Regions from separate parts of the Macaca mulatta genome. Here region 2 is linked to region 1. Evidence: chromatin contacts called from public Hi-C data. All regions are on one chromosome and are shown on one strand. Each heading gives the region's core, a stretch centred on a gene start, on an enhancer-like site or on the middle of the called end of the contact. The rest is flanking DNA. Distances are from core to core; before and after follow the strand shown. Region 1 holds the start of DDX41 (DEAD-box helicase 41). Region 2 holds the start of FAM193B (family with sequence similarity 193 member B).

Region 1 (3,259 bases), core at 171-2,670:
CCAGCTAAGAGGCCATTGTACTATGAAAACTATGACACTTCCAAAAGCGGTACCTTGTCTTAGGTTTTTTGTTTGTTTGTTTTGAGATGGAGTCTCGCTCTGTCACCCAGGCTGGAGTGCGGTGGCACCATCTCGGCTCACTGCAAGCTCCGCCTCCCGGGTTCACACCATTCTCCAGCCTCAGCCTCCCGAGTAGCTGGGACCACTGGCGCCCGCCACCACGCCCGGCTAATTTTTTTATTTTTAGTAGAGACGGGATTTCACTGTGTTAGCCAGGATGGTCTCGATCTCCTGACCTCGTGATCCGCCCGCCTCGGCCTCCCAAAGTGTTGGGATTACAGGCGTGAGCCACCGCGCCCGGCCCCCAGGATCTTTAACTTCAAGACCAGTTATCTGTCTATATTTCTAGTGTCAACTAATCCATAAGCTCCTCGCACACCAGGTATGTGTCTTGATTATCATCTGCTTGAGCGCAGTACCAATGCCCAGCACACACTTTTGAAGGAAAGAAAGCACAGAGCTGACCAAGTCATTCCTCCTTAGAAGTCTCTAATATTAAAGTTGAAACCACTTACTCTGAGAGTCACAGCAGGTATGCTCTGGTCGCAATCTCCTTTTCTGGCCTTAGCTCCGGCTTCCCCATCCCACCCTAGCCGCAATGCTGTTGCCTGGTGAATCTGTGTACTTGCACATCGCCAGACCTGTATTCCTGCAGCGCCCTGACCCAGGACGCCTCTCCTCTCCCAGCCTGAGATTCCCACGCTTCCCTGGAAGCGCCCGCCAGGCAGCTCTGTTAGGGCATTTACAGTAATAACCGTTTACATTTATACAAGGCCTCCCAGTTCAAAACCACTGCCATCCGTTTCTGATGCGTCCCCCACCACTGAACATAGGTGTCACACAGGCGCAGTCAGGGCGGCAGGGTGCGTGGAGCGGTTTATCCCGCAACCCCGGCGGCCCTGGCAGGGATGGAAGCGCAGGCGGCCCACGCGGACTCGGCCCAGCGCTCCCGGCCCTAGAGGACGCACTGTCCGCCGGTAGGGGCGTGCCCAAGACGCCATGCTCAGGGAGAGGTTGGGCACCCGCCGGCCCGCCCCGACTCCGGATCAGCGGTCTCCGCTGCGTGCGTCTTCCTCTTCCAGTGGGCCTGGGTTGAGCCTTTTAGCGCATGCTCCAAGTCCTCCGGTGTCCCACAATGCCTTGCGGCCGGTTTCGCCCTCGGTCCTGGCAACTGTCGCGTAACCACCCATGAAAGCGTCGACGCTTCGCCGTGCGAGAGCAGCTCCGGAGCAAATTTGTCCCTCTGCGCGATCCGGAACTCCGAGGTCGTTGCTAGGCGCCGACGTTCGCTTCTTCACATCGGATTGGGTCCCACGCAAAGATGAGGCGGGGTTTCGCCGTGGCGCGCATGCGTGCAGCAAAGAATGGAGGAGTCGGAACCCGAACGGAAGGTAGGAGAGAGGCGAGGCTCCTCGCGGGTGAGAGCGGGCGTGAAGTGGGGAGCAGGCCGTGCCTGACTTACGTGTGCTTGCAGCGGGCTCGCACCGACGAGGTGCCTGCCGGAGGAAGCCGCTCCGAGGCGGAGGATGAGGACGACGAGGACTACGTGCCCTATGTGCCGTTACGGCAGCGCCGGCAGCTACTGGTGAGGGGCCCGCGTCCGGGGAGGGATGGGGCCGTGACCGCCGGTCGTAGGGAGGGCAGTCTGAGGAGTGAGCTTCAGTACACCGGGGCGCGGCCCCCAGACAAACGAGGGACCGACGGCCTGATCTGAGGGGTAGGGCGGTTCTGCGCCTCGGGCACAGGATCCTCGTCCCAAAGCCAGGATCCTGACGCTGGCCCTGTGGACCCCATTCCCATTCTATCTGTGGGGCCCGGGTGGAACCTCAGCTCCAGAAGCTGCTGCAGCGAAGACGGAAGGGAGCTGCGGAGGAAGAGCAGCAGGACAGCGGTAGTGAACCCCGGGGAGATGAGGACGACATCCCGCTAGGCCCTCAGTCCAACGTCAGCCTCCTGGATCAGCACCAGCACCTTAAAGAGAAGGCTGAAGGTGGGCTGGGCAGCACTGCCGGGGCGGGAAAGGAGAAGCCGAGCCTGGCGCACCGTGTTGGTATCTGTCTGACATCTTCCACTTCTTTTCTCAGCCCGCAAAGAGTCTGCCAAGGAGAAGCAGCTGAAGGAAGAAGAGAAGATCCTGGAGAGTGTGGCTGAGGGCCGAGGTATGGTTGTAGCCAGGATAGTGAGAAGGTAGACTGAGTCTCCTCTTCCCAGCCCCAGGCATGTTATATCTCAAGGGATCTGGCTTCTCAGAAGTAGGAGCCAGTCCTGAGCCATGTCTTTCTCCTCAGCATTGATGTCAGTGAAGGAGATGGCCAAGGGCATCACATATGATGACCCCATCAAAACCAGGTATGTTTGTACAGTCTGCAGTTGCCCTTGCTTAGGATGGTACATGCAGGGTTGCTCCCAGGCCAGCTGTTCCCAGAGCTCTCTTGATCCCTGTTACCCATCCACAGCTGGACTCCGCCCCGTTATGTCCTGAGCATGTCTGAAGAGCGACATGAGCGCGTGCGGAAGAAATACCACATCCTGGTGGAGGGAGACGGTATTCCACCACCCATCAAGAGCTTCAAGGAAATGAAGTTTCCTGCAGGTAGTCAGGGAGCGGAGAGAGATCCCACACTTTTATAATCAAATGCCTGTGAGGTTATGTCCGAGCCCACCCTGAGTTCAGCCACATCTGCACTGGATCCAGTCACTGGGGCTGGAGGGATTTGAGGAGAAGTTTCTTTAGGTTCCTTGTTGCCCCAGCTGTACATGTTCATTGTTCTCTGCTGTTACGAAGCTTCAGGAGGAAAGTGCCATTGGGCATAGGCACTGGGTACAAGTCCTGGCTGCACCTAGCCTGTGGGCCTTGGACAAGTCTCTTTTTTGTTTTTTTTTTTCCTCCCTCTCTCTCTCTTGCTCTGAGCCTCAGTTTCATCATCTGCAACTTGTAGGGATAGTGCCAGTTTTACAGGCTTTGGGGCTCTGAGAAAGTACCTGTGAGTCACAAGGACGATGTCTGTTGGTTTTCACAGCCATCCTGAGAGGCCTGAAGAAGAAAGGCATTCACCACCCAACACCCATTCAGATCCAGGGCATCCCCACCATGTGAGTGTGGACTGTGGACCTGGGGTCCTTGAGGAGGGCGGGAACGGGGAGGAGCAATGGCTAGGTGTCCTTCATCTTCTGTTGAAATTGGCTCTCGGGTCATCCT
Region 2 (3,183 bases), core at 526-3,025, 39 kb before region 1:
GCTCATGCCTGTAATCCTGGCACTTTGGGAGGCTGAGGCAGGCAGATCACCCAAGGTCAAGAATTCGAGACCAGCCAGGGCAACATGGCAAAACCCTTTCTCTACTAAAAATACAAAAAATTAGGGGGCGTGGTAGCATGCGCCTCAAATCCCAGCTACTCTCGAGGCTGAGGCACAAGAATCCCTTGAACCCAGGAGGCAGAGGTTGCAGTGACCTGAGATTTCGCCACTGCACTCCAGCCTGGGAGATAGAGTGAGGCTCTGTCATAAAAAAAAAAAAAAAAAAAAAAAAAAAAAAAAAAAATCCCTGTAAACTAAGTGGCTGGGTCCAGAGAGTGACATACCCTGAAGCCAGACAGTGAGGGTTTACTGCTGCCTCTGCCAGATCAATGCAAGGGAATCCTTGTGTTTGGTACAGAAGAATAACCATTGACCAGACCTCTTGCTGCCTATTAGAGGCCAACAAATGTGCTGATCTCTCCCAAGAAGGACCACATCTGGAAGAGCGCCTGAAGTTGGGGTTCTTACCAGAATAAGTAAGTTTATCATAATGCTCTATTGTTCTTCAAGGCCATCTCTCTCCTATTCTGGACAAACTGAAGAGGTAATGGTGATGTGATGGGACTCACCCTACATCTTTCAAATCTTTGAGAGTGGTATTAATCCCTGGGTAAGATAAGGTACTATTTTTGATTTATTTTCTTGGTAGTTAAGGAGAGCTCTAGGGCCTTCCATGTAGCTCTTCCTTTCAAAATAGCCCTTGCCCCATGGGTTAGGAAGCCAATGTCAGGATTCTGCCCTTCTTGATACCAATAGCAACTCTCCATATAACCACAGTTTCAGAGTACATAGCCCAGGCATGAGACAGACTTCACTCACAACTTTTTTTTAAATCTGTGCCATGTGCATGTATTATACAGTATATTCACAAAAATAAAAGAGGGGGGAAATCCCATTTTTAACAATTAAATACATAATTATTAAGTTTTAAAAATTCTCCTTTGTGTACCATTCCAAAATCCTCTCCTGCATATACTATTTTTTTGGAAACACCTAGTCGTCTCATCGTTATCACACCGGTTGTAACTATGTACCGACGTGTCTACCTTCTCCATCAGACTCTAGAACAAGGAGTCGGATCTGAGTCCCATGCCCCAAGCACAGAACGCTGGACTCCCAGTAGACCGTATGTTGCAAATAAAGACCGTCCCTTTCAACTTAGGCCGTCCACGAGCCCAGCAGTTCCAACAAAATGATGTACAGCAGCCTTTTGCAAGCCTTTATGTTGCCTCAGTATTTCTCCCCTGCAAAATGGGAATGATCCGTATCTGCCTTGCTGTGCTGTTGGAAGGAGTCAGACGACGGGTGTGAAAGTATTATTGTAACACTATAGAAATTAATTCACTCATCCATTTAACAGGCAATTATTAAGTGCTAGGGTGCTGCACCGCGATTACCACCGCGTTACACGCGTTCCTCCAGCAGGTAGCATCCTTCCCGTCCCGCGTAGGGGGAAGGGCGTCTCCCCACCAGGCTTTTCTCCCACGGAACTCCGGGTGGTGACCTTATTCAAAATGGCGCAGGCTGCCTCGGGGGCTAGTGCGGCGGCGCGGACTCCGCGTGCCCTCTGACCTGCTGGCAGCAGGCGGAGGGGGGAGCCGGGCGCCGCCATATTGGCTGTTGTCCTGTGAGGGGAGCGGTAGCGGCGGCGGCGGCGGCGGCGGCGGCGGCGCGGCGTGTGGAGCGAGGGAGCGGCGCGAGCGGCAGCATGACTCGGAGGCGGAGCAGGCCGAGCGGCGGCGCGGGTAGGCGCGAGCGGGCTCGGGCCGCGGGGCCGCAGAAGCCCCAGGCGCCCGAGCCCCCGCCGCCGCCAAGCCTGGAGGCGGGAGCGGGTGCAGGCCCCCCGGAGGCGCCGGCGGAGCCCGATCGCGACGGCTCCAGGGAGGACGACGAACCCAACCTGGTGCCCGGCCCGCAGGTAGGAGCGAGCGAGGCGACTTCGGCGGCCCGGGCGCTTTCACCTCCCCCGAGCGGGAGCGGGAGTGGGGCGGGGTTGGGGATGGGCCATCCTGCCGCGGCTGGGGCAGCAGCCTTCCCCCGGGTCCGGCGCCGAAGCTTTCTCCCCCGGGGCGGGAATGGAGGCCGGACCCCTCTCCCCAAAGCCGAGGCTCGGTACGCGCTCCTGCGACTAGGCTGAAGCTGCTCCCCTCTCCCCGCCGCCTCCGGCCTGGAGCAGAGGCTAACGTCCGGCCGTACACCCACACTGGGACTGGGCTGTGATCCCGAGGCCGCAGCTCCTCTCTCGGCCCGCCACCTCCCCCTGGGCCCACCTGCTCCCTCAGCCACAGGCCATCTCGGGGCTCTGGGACTGGACGGCTGCAGCCTCTTCCCTCTCCCCTCGGGAACGGCTCCACTCCGTCCCCTGCACCGCCTGCAGCCGCGGCCCCTCAGCAGCTGTGTCTCCTGGCACCTCCTCGCCATACCCAGCAGAGCAGTCGGAGCAGACAGCCAGGCTGGCCGGAAGAGTTTTTGGTGGGGTTTCTGCACTGAGGTGGAAACCCAGCAGAACCTGCCCTTTCTCCCTTCCCCTGCCCCGCAAGGCGGCCCACCCCGACCCTGAGATCCCGGGTTTGGAGACTCCTGCTGAGAGTGAACAGTAGGAGGATTCTCCAAAGCTTCCAGCTTGCCACCTGGAAGAAGGTCACTTTCTTTTGAGCAAAGGAGATAATGGGGGGTACCCTGCCAATGTTCACTGAGAGGCGGGGGTGACATGGGCCACGGTTGCTCTGGGAGGGTTGTGGCACTCGGGGCTGGGTGGCTCTCCCTAAGCTTGCTCTGACAAAAGAGTTTTGAGTTGGTCTTTTGGCTGAGCCTGCCCAGGAAGGCAGGCTCCTGCAGGAGTCTTGGAGGGTCGGATGCGGCGCCGGATGAGGATGAGGCGTGGCGGAAGATGCGTTTGGCTCTGCAGACACTGCATCGGGCAGCAGGGGACTCTGGGAGGCTGGTGCAGCCAGAAGGCATGGCTCTTGACAGCCTTCTAGTAGAATCTCTGGAATTGTGCATGTGAGTGGGGTTGCCATTTGGGGTACCTTCCTACAAAGCCTCCCCTGACCTCCCCAGTTGCGTCAGGTGCCCTCTCTGTGCCCACAGCCCTCTGTGCCTCCCTCTGGTAGCACTCCCCTT

What was found. A called contact is a pair of places that touch in the nucleus more often than the background predicts.
Region 2: a contact with region 1 is called in a Hi-C map of CD4 T cells, with 2.0 times the contacts expected there. The contact joins the promoter of FAM193B here to the promoter of DDX41 in region 1. A contact is called at or near these places in 3 of 14 Hi-C or Micro-C datasets (CD4 T cells, fetal cortex germinal zone and liver).

The regions. Positions count from the first base shown.
Region 1 is chr6:186,499,658-186,502,916 of T2T-MMU8v2.0, reverse strand. It overlaps DDX41 (DEAD-box helicase 41), which reads left to right and starts at 1,420. Exons shown (of 16, transcript XM_015141528.3): 1 at 1,420-1,451; 2 at 1,535-1,645; 3 at 1,891-2,050; 4 at 2,145-2,219; 5 at 2,349-2,409; 6 at 2,517-2,653; 7 at 3,081-3,153. The coding sequence starts at 1,425.
Region 2 is chr6:186,538,638-186,541,820 of T2T-MMU8v2.0, reverse strand. FAM193B (family with sequence similarity 193 member B) reads left to right here and starts at 1,775. Exons shown (of 10, transcript NM_001194019.2): 1 at 1,775-1,978.